2 separate regions of the Gossypium arboreum genome follow, and region 1 is linked to region 2. The links are chromatin contacts, called in public Hi-C maps. All regions are on one chromosome and are shown on one strand. Each heading gives the region's core, a stretch centred on a gene start, on an enhancer-like site or on the middle of the called end of the contact. The rest is flanking DNA. Distances are from core to core; before and after follow the strand shown.

Region 1 (6,262 bases), core at 609-3,108, 360 kb after region 2:
TAATAATTGATTATCAGACCTTATCACAATACCTAAGGAAATATTCTTTTAACTCTCCAGTCCTCACAAGTTAGATTCTTCTTGTCATATCGAGCCATTTAGTAAAATGTCAAGAGGGATCTGAGGTAAAAGACACAACACTTATTCTTAAAGATCTGGATCACTAAATACATCAAGGCATCATTAGAATGAGCCCTGAAAGGATAGGGGAGCTTAAGAGTTTAAAATAGGGTAATACAATGGAATGAATTGGACTTAAATGACAACAATGTTTCTGCATCAAGGGAAAAAAAATCATTATCTTGTCAAACAACACTACATTAATGCCTCGCTTGGTTACTAGTCTTATATATGAGGAAAATGCTTATTTATTACAGATGTAGTACAATAGTTAGATATAAACTAAAGAATAGTTAGTGCAATTTTAAACTTGAAATTAGAAAGGTGAGTAAAAACTGATAAAAAATAAGATTTCTTCAAAATAAGCGAAAAATTTTCCTTCTCTTTACCAAAATTAAGTCATGGGAATGGCTAAATATTACCAATTGAATTAAGTTATTGTTCACTCATATACTAAAAGAAGCTTAAAAACGAATAAAATAAGATTTCATCTCAATAAAAGGATTCTTTCTATATTTCATCTCAATAAAAGGATTCTTTCTATCATCTAAGATTATAATTTAAACCAACATTTCAATTCTTATATAAGACAAGAAACCATATCAATTTCAGTTTCAAGCAAAGCTAAGTATTGTCTATAAAATCCAACACTAAACCAGCAATAATTTTTCAGTTTCAACAATTTATCATACCAACTTCCCAGGCACTCCTTAGAAATTCTACCAATTTTTTTTGCTTCTTGTTGCTTAATTCATATTTGAAGCGTTGAATAGAGATTAATATTTTAAAATAGTTGCCACAAAGCCTACGTTTCCAAAGCTTAGGACCTATCTAAATCCAATACCCGCATAAAATTAGAAACTTGAACTGTACAAAGACATACATTACAAACATATGATAGACACAAACAGCCTGGAAAATCATCAAATGTTACAAACCATAAAAGGAGCAAGTGACAGGTTGGTGCTTATAATTGAAACAACATGCAAATGAGAATGACTTGTCCCTTAGCATATAAAGGCAGAACATACCTCAGCCAGACCCTTGGGACCAAACACCAACAAAGCAACTACCCCAATAACCAGAGCCTCAGGAGCTCCAACGCCAAACAAAGATGCATGCACCACCCTTCCTTTACATTTTCCTTTTTTTTCTGAAATTCAATAATCAAAATAAATGAATTGCATAGACAGCTTAAAAAGAGGAACCCAGACCAAAATAAAAAATAAAATAAAAAAGATACCTAATTTAAGAGATTTTGGTGAGATTGAAATGCCCAGATGCTTTAGACCACTCCATTGAGAAAAAAAGGATGGACCCAACTGAGGAAACCACGTGGAGAAACGGAAAGGAAAGGATTTGCGATGTGAAACTAAAGGAGAGAAGGAGAAAGTAGTGGACTTGGAGCTAACGGAAGGTGTGAATAAGAATGCGGAAGTTGAGACGGCCATAATTGTGGTCATTTGAAGAGATAGATAATTTTAGTGAGTTTAAGGAGAGCTTAGATTTTTCCGAGCATAGACATGGAATTGGGAGGGGACACCAAACCAAAGGTTATCTTGAAATGGGAAGATGTCTAAAAATGCAATATGTGGAAAATGATGGTCGAGGAGATTACGATACCAACATTACAGAGAAGCTTACTTTTGGAGCTCACTTGATCCGGATTCTGGAGATCTTATTGTAGGCTGAAATGGCCATTTCAATGTGGGTCGACACCTGACTCTCATGATCAGCCATCACCAAGTTCTGGGCTTGATTTGGGTAGTCAAATGCTGGCACATCATGTTTAAGATAGCCCAATTTTTTAGGGCTTCCCCACAATGTTTGATAAAAATGAGTTGCGTTCAGGTTTTTTTCTTCAATAACCTTTACCCTGAATTAATTGGTAATATTTTCAATCCGATTCTTATACTTTCTTTTTCTTTTTCATATTAATCTTACAAATAATATTTGATACACCGATGCCTACAAGTTTTATGTATCATCAATAAATAATAATATTATACCTCATTATTAAATAAAAAAAAGAGTGAATGACTTATAAATAATGTTGTGATTTTTTTAAAATTATTAAATAAATATAAAGATATAAAATTTTATTAAAATTTTATAAAAATAAATTTTATATAATTTTTTACTAAAGATAGATGTACAAAATGAACTTGAATAAATTGGGGCCAAAATTTATCTAAATTTGGAAATTTATTCTAAACGTATTTTAGCAACTACACGTGTATTCTAAAGTAAGTCTAAAAAAGTTTTCAGTTTTTATATTTTTGAATTTTGAATTTTGATGGGATGAACCTAGACTTGCATATGTCCAGGTTTATTTTAGATATGCATTTTAATTTTTTTTACCTTTTTAAATATGAATATACGATAATATATAATATAAATTATTAATTATATCAAATCATAGATTATAGGATTAGAAGTTTGTTAAGCCTAATTTCTGCCCGGGCTCAATCAAACCAACCCAAATTAAACACTCCACTAAACCAACCATTAACTCCATCACCCTACTAAACCATCCACTACCTCCATCACCCCCACACCCTACTAAACCATCCACTACCTCCATCACCCCCACTAACTCTATCACCCTACTTGTTATAAGTTGTAAAATTTGGCTATAAAAGCCATGGAAAAACTATTGTAAGAGGGGGAATTTTTTAGAGAATACACATACGAAATCAAAGAGAATACAAATTAGATTTTTAAGGTAACTTTTTATATTATTCAATTTTGTTTACTTTGGCGTTCACATTTTTTCTTTACACAAATGAAATAAGGGAAAAGAGAAGGAGTTTACCTCTAATTTTATTTCCTTTCTGATTTGGCCTCAAAGTTTCACTTTTAATTCAATTTAACCTCTTTTTTATTTTTGTTATTTTACTGTTAAATTAATTTATTTGAGCTTTATTCTCATTATTTTTATATTTGTTTTTATTATTTTCTATTAATTTAATTAATTTGAGTTATGTTTCATATTATTATATTATTTATTTATTATTATATATTTATTATGTAAATATATATATTTTTAAGCGAAGTTAATTATTTTAAATATAAATTTCTATTATACATAGACTTATTATATTATTTTTTATACCATTGTTTATTATCGGTTACCATTTTTATATCAAATTATTATTATTTACTATTTCTCACTATTACTAATTTAACATTGTTATTCCATTTTTTTTACTATTATCCCCATATTTAATGTTATCACAACATATTTTTTTATTATCATCATGTTTTTAATATTATTATTAATACTATTAGCACAATGTTTATTACATTATTGTATCACTACAGAAAATAGGGCTTTAGCGGCGTTTTATCAGAAAACGCCGCAAAAATTGTAAAACACAAAGCAATAGCGGAAACGCCGCTAAAAACTGAGCAATAGCGACGTTTTTTTGTTAAAACACCGCTAAAAACAGAGAAATAGCGGCGCTTTTGGTAAAACGCCGCTAAAAGATAGAGCATTAGCGGCGCTTTTGGTAAAACGCCGCTAAAAGACAGAGCATTAGCGGCGCTTTTGGTAAAGCGCCGCTAAAAGTCATATAACTCTTAAAATCTTAAACCCAAAAAAATCATAAGCACTACTTTATAACCCCTAAAATAGTAAATCCCTAAATCCTAACAAACCCTAAACACTAAACTATAACCCCTAAAACCCTAAACGCCGCAATAGGTGCATTTTTAGCGGCGCTAGGTTATAAACGCCGCTAATGTTAAATTATTTTGTTCAAAACTTCGTCGTTCAGCTGTCTTTTTTTTTTACCCACACCTGATACACTTAACATTTTCTCCATTTTTCCCCAGTTCTATTTCCCCCTTCTTCTTCATCCTAAATCCCTAAAGTATTATCACCTATTCCCAAATTCGACATCAATCCCTAACGAATTTAATAATAATAAAAAGTAATTTTAACAATTAAACTTAAATTCAGAAATTTGAAACATAGAGGAATTAAATTCTTAAGAATAGAAATATAATGACTAAATTTTAATTTTACTGAAAAGTACAAATACTTATCTCATATTTTAGCTTTTACAGATTAAGTGGTTTAGTATTCAATTTGTTAAAGTATGTTAAGAGAATTACTTTTTCTTTTTAAGATTTAACACTCCTATGCGAGAAGATATTATTTAACTCGATATTAATTAAAAGTTTATATAAAAATTAATTTAAAAGTCTATATAAAATTTAATTGTTATTTTGGTTATAATCATAAAGTTAATTGTGTTTCAATTTTATTATAGAAAATATTTGTTAAAAATGAAAAAATTAAAATACTATTATTTAAAATAATTTTAAAGTTTTTGGGTATATGACTTATTGTTTTTAATTTATATATTAAATAAATTCTTATATAATAGTAAAAGAGATAGTCTTAATTAATTTTAAAATATTGAATTAATTATCATTATAGTTTAAGATTTATGGCTTAGGGTATATGATTTAGGGTTTAAAATTTAAGAGTTACTATTTTAAGGTTTATGGATTATGGGTTTATGGATTATGGTTTATAGTTTATGGTTTAAGGGTTGGGGTTTAAGGTTTAGGTGTTAGGTGTTAGGGGTTAGGGGTTAGGGGTTATGGGTTATGGGTTTAAGGGTTATGTTATATGATTTAGGGTTTAGGGGATAAAAGTTATGGGTTTAGGTTTAGATTAGTTAATTAGTATTTTTAATTTATATATTAAATAATTTCTTATATATTCGTAAAAGAGATAATATTAAATTTAAGATATTAAAATTATGATTATAGTTTAATTTATTTAAGAGATAATAGATAAACTTTATATATATTTAGGATTTAACTTGACATTTGTTAAATGATGAAATTTTATGTAATCAATTAATGCTTTTATATTTAAAAATATTTAATCTAAACAATTTGATATATAAAATATATAAAAAATTCAAATTTTATCTAATTATTTTAAATATTACTTAAATTTTTAAAAAAATTATTTAAAATTAATATAAAAGATATAATAATTCAATATAAAAATTATAAAAAAGTCAAACATTAGCGGCGTTTATGATAAAAACGTCGCAAAAAAGTAATTTATTTTAAATAAAACGGTGCCGTTTTGATATAATACGCGGCTAAATTTTAGTTTTGATTGAAACGACGCTGTTTTATTTCCCCCCCCCCCCCCAATTCCCTTCTTTCCCGATTCCACTTTCTTTCTCAGCCATTCTCAGCCTGTACTTCTATTTCTCTCCCCCGATTCCCTTTTCTTTCCCAATTCCCTTTTCTTTCTCAGCTTTCTCAGCCTAAGCCATTTCACCCGATTGCAAACCCAAAACCCTCATTTTCCCCCAAACCATAGTTTCCCCTAAACCCTAAAATTTCCCCAAATCAAACCCATTTGTCGTCTCCCTCTCTCTTTTCGATCAACAGGTTTTATAATTTTCTAATCAAACCCAAAGCTCCTTCTTTCATTTTGATTTCATTGCAGCAAGCAAGCCGTTTATTTTTTATTTCATTTCGACTTCGATTTCACTTCTGTTTTATTTTTGCAGCAAGCAAAAAGATTAAGGGATTTCATTTTGAAATCAAACCCGATTGAAGGCTACCTTTGGCGAGTCCATCAAATCAAGGTACTCTCATTTACTTGTTCTTTTGAACCCTAGACTTTAGCATGCTGACATTGGTAATCTTAGATTGTTGTGCTTTTCTCTCTTTTCGGGGTTTTAGGGCTGTTTGGGGCTGTTAACAATGCTCTGTTAAAATCAATGATACGCTCACTGCAAGACGCCTTGTTTCAAGAAATCAAGCATTCAAGGGCAATTAATATAGTTTGGTTCATCATGATTCCTTTTTCTTTCCTTTAAACACGTTTTTTCCCCTTGATTTTCATTGCTCTGCAATTTTTATTCAGTATTTTTTTTGGGGGGGGGATAAGTTCTTAGCGTTTTCATTATCAAAGAAAGCAGTTAGCCTGCTAAAATCAAGCAGTTTCAGAAGAATATGTATAGAGTCAGCCATTTTCATTATTTAATCCTTGATAAATGAATGCACAAAAACCATTGCTTTAGGATAATTAATAGTATATCGGTAGTTATGTTAATTTTGTCTTGGTATTGTTATATGATGCTAATAATATGTTTTTGCA
Region 2 (6,315 bases), core at 1,682-4,181:
ATATGATATTTTTGGAAATTAATTTTCAAGTCGGACAACTAGCTCATGGGTAATTGAACTTGAGATCGAAAATTGAGCTCAACAACTCAAAATTGAGATCAAGACCTAAAAATTGGTTGAACCGGGCTTGATATGTGAAGCCGGGCTAACGGTCCAGCAAGGACCGGTCAAGCTGTCACTAGCCCAGACCAAATCGACAATAGCCAAATCGGCTTGAGGTACTATGGGGGTGTCGGACCTGCGATGGCACCACCATATACAACGGCGTCGGCGGTTGCGACAACGACATTCTGGTGGTTGACGGATGGTCAACGACGATGGTTTTTCGATGGTTAAGCAATGGAAGAATTGCACTCCTATTGGGACTCTACTAGAGAATTTGATTTTGATTAACTATTACAAATATAATATTATTTTAATAAATTCAATATTAAATTAAATTTAATACTTATCTTAATAGTATTTTATTAATTTAATATTAAAGTGATTATCTTAATATTAAATTTAATTTAATATTTATCTTGTAGATAAATATTCTATCAATTTAATGAGATTTAATATTAAATTTAATCTAATATTTACCTTGATAAGTATTATATTAAAGTGGTTAAGTTTAATCATAGTTGAACTCTCTAAACTCTTCCTATATAAGAGAGCATTGGGACATTTTTTTCACGTACATGAGTTAAAAACAAAGTTGTAGAGAACAATTTCTAAATAAATTATTTCAAAAGATTTCTAGAGATATTTTTCTTATTTACAACTTGACCTAGAAATTTAGAAAAATGCAAAATTACCCCACTGGTAATTTTGTGGAAAATTTTCTGATTCGAAATGAGCCCACACTTAAGGGCGAGCAAAACTCGATTCGATTCAAAAAAATAAAAAAAATGAATTTCAAATTAATCGAATCGAGTTATTCGAATTATTTGAGTCAACTCGAATAACTCGATTCTAGTTTCGAGTTTGAGTAGAGTTGAATCTCACAATTCGAATAACTCTGATAAACAAATTGGTGTAAATACCTATTGGTTCCTATCAACTTTGAAAAGAAGCAAATTGGTCTCTCTCAACAAAAATTATAAAAAATCAAAATAATTTTAAAATTAAAAACATTGATAAAATTTTCAAATTTTATATTTTTAAAATAAATTCTAAAATATATATAATTTAAATTTTTAAAAATATTCTAAAATAATAATTTTGGGACTTAATTAATGATTCAAATTTATCATAATCAAGGTTTTTTTTTTGCTTTGATTTTTTCAAATATATATGGTTTCAAATTTATGTGCTCTAACATGGAATTAGCTTTATTTTAATAATGTTTTTATTTGACATGTTTAAATTTTTTTATTTAACTCGAACAATTTCACTCAATTTGACTCGACTCAATTCGAAAAAAAATCAAATTGAGTTAGGAAGATAAAATATGACTTGTGAACTCAATTAACTCGAAATTTTTTTATTCGATTCGATCGAATGCTCATCCCTACCTACATTGACAAACATGAGCTTGAGGATAGTAGATAAGACTATTCAGTCGAAGCGTTCATCCTAGACCAATCAAAGATGTACAATTTTAATTAAGTATTTATTACTTTAGATACCATAACTAAGTTCTAGTTTTAGAAAAAAAAAATTTAAGACTCTAATTTTTCCTTAAAACTTATTTTTCATCGCATTTTCCAAACTTGTTTTTCTAACAAAAGGAACTATACAAACTTAAGTTGAGTCAATTGTTGCTATATGGATGCTACCCCTAAAATGGAAAATTGTCCATTTAGACCCTTTAGAAAATTTAAAACTTTAAATTATTAAAGGTAAAATTACACTTTAACCCCTTAAAATAATAAATTTTTATTTAATTCTTTAAAAATTATAAAGATATAGGCTATTAAAATTAAAAGTTAATTTCGGCTCCATAAAAAAAATTTCTGGCTTCGAGAATACATGTACCCGTGCATGGAATAAATAAATTGTACGCTGAGTAATAGGGCTCAATGGTACTTTCATGATTCAAGATAATATAACTCAATGGTTCTTTTGTTGGTCAAATTGCACTTTAGTCCTCATACTTTTTAAAATTTGAGATTTGATTTTTTTTTTTGTCATACTTCCAACTTTACAACTCTTTTCACGTAATTGCCCTTCTCCAATATCAAATTCCTTTTCTAAAATTTTATATTTGAGTCGTTCCATAAAATTTTCTCATAATTTTCTTGATATTCAAACCCAAATTTTTACCATGTGTTATATTGAAAATGTCAAGATATTATATATATATATATATATATATATGCGTAGTGGGGTTAGGGTCTTGGGTTTCTTTTGGACTGTTGGGTATTGTTGGGCAAAAAATCTCTAAGCCAAATAGCCACAAAGTGAATCGATTTGGGTGGCAAAGATTCTTCCCCAAATCGACAATTTTAGCTACGATTTGACAAAATTCTTTGCCCTAAACCTATGTTTAAATAGTAAAAAGTGGCACACGTTTCCCAAAGTTCCAAATCAATATGATTTGTAGTGATTTGGGCCTCACAGTTTGGTGTTCCACCCAAATTGCCACAAAAAAATTGTCAATTTGGGCCTATAGCGTGTGCAATTTTTATGATTTAAAACATATCATTTTGATAAAAAATTTCCAATCCATGTCAATTTGAAAAAAAAGTAATAAATTAATATAATTTTAATAAAAATCCTTAAAGGTAAATTGTTAATAATGTTGGGATGTGTTATTACCAAAAAGAATTAAATTATAGGGGTGTGTTTGTCATTTTTTAACTATAATTAATGTAGAAGATCATGAAGGATATGTACATGCTCCATGTTTGGTAATAATATTTGTCATTGTGCAATTCAAAGTCGGCACCTGTCTCTCTTTAAAAGTCACATTTAAGCAATTAAGGATACCCAGCTACACCACCTCTTGTTAATCCCTCCCCCAGTCTCACCCTTTGTTTAGACCATAATGTCCATGTCCTTCTCTAAGTATTCCCTTCCCCAGTTCCCACTCCCCATATAGATTAAAAGGTCAATCTGGTGATTACGTTTAATGTCAAAAAAACCTCTTTCCTAGAACCTATATATACTGGAGTCGTCACCTTGTTTGGTCATACTCCAAAACCAAACCAGATCCTTTTTACTTATTTCCACCTTGATTAAGAAGCATATTAATGGCCTCTCCCCGTGAAATAGAGGTGACCCTCTCCTCCGCCAAAGATCTCAAAAACGTCAATTGGCGTCACGGTCCAATCAGGCCGTACGTCGTCTTGTGGGTGGACCCAAAGAACAAGTGTTCCACCAAAGTCGATGAGGAGGGTGACACTAGTCCCATATGGGACGAAACTCTGGTCATCCCTCTCCCTGCTGGTCCCGTCGACGACGACACCATTCTCTTCATCGACGTCGTCCACGTCGGTTCCGAGGAGCACACCAAACCACTCATTGGCTCAGGTAAGATCAAGCTCCGAAAAGTCCTTGATAAGGCCGGCTTCGAAGTAAGCCACGAGAAAACGCTCAAGCTGAAGCGACCCTCTGGGAGACCCCAAGGAAAAGTTGACGTTAGAGTTTTGACCAGAGAGCCACGCTATCATGATCCCGATCCGTACCGTGCACCACCCTACGGGGTCCCAGCACCGGATTCAAGAGCCTACCCAGGAGCTCCGCAAACTTATGGTTATCCTTACCCATACGCTCACCCGCCACAGCCACAAAGTCCTTACTATGCAGCCCCAGCTTCTGGGTATCCCTACAGTGCGTACAATTACAATGCTCGGCCGGCGTACGGTGAAGGAAGTGGTGGGTACTATGGGCAAGTGGAGAAGAAGAAGAGTAAGTTCGGAGGGATGGGGACAGGATTGGCTGTGGGTGCGGTTGCAGGGGCTTTGGGTGGACTGGCATTAGCGGAGGGCGTGGATGCGCTGGAGGATCATTTCGAAGATGAAGTGGCGGAGAAGGTTGAAGATGATCTTGGATATGATGATGGTGGCGATGATTTCTAATTCTCGAGACAAGATGAATAATCCTATATTACTAAGTCAGTCAATACAACAAGACAATTGCCATTAGCCAAACGTGATTTTGTTTTAAATGGTGGTGCTCTTTGGAGTTGAAGGGAGATTGTAATAGTTGTTGTTGTTTTTGCTGGTGAAGGCCATAAGCATCGGCTTCTATGTAGTGGGAAATAAAAACCTTTTTGTCAGGTATCCAATGCCCTACCGGCAACTTATTCTTATGCGTTGGAATAGGTGTGCTATTACAGTTGCTATCCCTCTCAAGGGAGAATGAGTCAAAATTTCACCCCTTATTTATTAAAACAAATCCTTAGTATTTTCTTTTCAAAAACAAAAAAAAATAAAATCCTTAGTATTTTATTTTTTAAAGCTCAGACCTTTAAAAATTTTGTAGGATTTAGAGTTATATTTTAAAAATTTTAAATATACATTTTATTGTATTAAGATAAAATTTATAAAAAAAATTAATTATTTAAAGTATACTAATTTTTAAAATTATTAGTATCAGTTAAGTGATCAACCCATTAGCATATATTCAGAATTGCAAAGTCATATATTCGTAACTGATAATAAAATTTGAATCATTGCTCCCAGATTCTTCTTGCTGTTTGCAAGTTGTTTTACAAGGTGGTGTATGAGGTAAAAGATTGCTTGAAAGGTGAGTACAACAGGCAAAAGCCCAAAACCTAGTCGTCCTCCTCATCTTTTCGATGCCATAAGAAACCACGCCAGTAATTAGATAAATTAAAAATATAACCAAACTTTACATCAAACAACTCCTTTCTGAATATATATTCTTAAAAAAAATGAAGAAAAGCAATTATATATGACAATTTGATTGCATTTTTAACTTTAATGAAAGTAGATATGATGTGGAACCCAACTCGTAAGAGTTACACTTGGAAGTTGGTTTAACAATATGGATTTTTCCGAAAATTAAGAAGGAATAAAATATGATTTAAAATAAAGAATATAGAATAAAGGAACTAAAGGATAAAATTCGCCCTACCAAACTCAAACTTTAGATAGTTTATACCATCCTCTAAATTATTTGAAAAATCTAGCAAACCAGATTAAAGGGAAAGAAAATTTGAATATTTACATGGGCAATATGTGTGACATCCCAATTTAGGGTCTAGTGAGAACAGTGATTTCGAAACTATAAATTCGACGTAATAAAATTTATTTTTATTATATTTTTATGGTCTACGATTTCATAAAATGATTTCGTGAAAATTTCGTTTGAAAATTTTGACGTTTGGGCACTCAATTTAGTCAAAAGGACTAAATCATAAAAAATGCAAAAGTTGAGTTCCACATGCTAGAGGTCTCCAATTGTTATGAAATTTTAAATTAGAGGTCCTTATATGGTAATTAGACCATTGGTTAAATTGGTGGAAAAAAATGAACATCGTTAGACATGTTTCCAAAGTTTTTCATTAAGGGAATTTTGGTTATTTAGTTATTAAAATGAATTAAAAACAAAATTAAAAGTCAATTTTTGTCCATCTTCAACCTCTTGGCTGAAACTTGCATAGAGAAACCATGTCTAGGGTTTTTCAAGCTTTCAAGCTCGATTGTAAGTCCGTTCTAGTCCTGTTTTTAATGATTTTTACGTTTTTATAATCCTCATAACAAGATCTATCTATTTCTACCATTTATTTGAGCTAGGGTTGATGTTTAAAAATTTACCCATGTGTTACATGTGTGTATTTTGATTTTTTTAAGGGAGGAATATGAATGTTTGTTGTGTGTTAAATAACTTTTACTAAGTAGTTTTCGGTGAAAACGCTAAAAAGGACTAATTTATAAAAGTTATAAAATTTGTCATAAAAAGTATGATTTAGTGGAAATTGTGGGCTGTTATAGTTATGAAATGATTCGACTAGGCTTAAAGTGCAAAGAAATTGAATAAAATTCATTTTACGAGCCTAAGGGAAAAAGTGTAAATATGACAAAGTTTAGGAGCAAAAATGTAATTTTTTCATAGTATGATTTTTAGATCACATTGACTAATGTGACTAATAAATAGGCTAAACGTGATATTATAGATCAAAGAAAACGAGATTCGGACCTAGAACGGGGGAAAACGAGAAATTGACAGTTAAGTCTCTTTTGCCATTTTGGTTTCAAGGTAAGTTCATGCGTAAATAATGCAACCTTATGTTATGTATTTAATATTTCGATATTGCATGAATTGTATACATTTTTTTATGAAATTGATTAATGACAATTTTGACGAAGTTTCGAGAAATGGGAAATCCAGATTTAACCTCAAGAGTATAATACAAATGTCATG

What was found. Hi-C and Micro-C count contacts between places; a contact is called where the count stands out from the background.
Region 1: a contact with region 2 is called in a Hi-C map of leaf, with 2.9 times the contacts expected there. The contact joins the promoter of LOC108467926 here to the promoter of LOC108454871 in region 2. A contact is called at or near these places in 2 of 5 Hi-C or Micro-C datasets (both in leaf).

The regions. Positions count from the first base shown.
Region 1 is chr9:33,121,582-33,127,843 of ASM2569848v2, forward strand. It overlaps LOC108467926 (sec-independent protein translocase protein TATB, chloroplastic), which reads right to left and starts at 1,859. Exons shown (of 6, transcript XM_017768756.2): 1 at 1,364-1,859; 2 at 1,152-1,273. The coding sequence starts at 1,583.
Region 2 is chr9:32,757,236-32,763,550 of ASM2569848v2, forward strand. LOC108454871 reads left to right here and starts at 2,932. Exons shown (of 1, transcript XM_017753473.2): 1 at 2,932-4,385. The coding sequence starts at 3,177. The coding sequence ends at 4,004.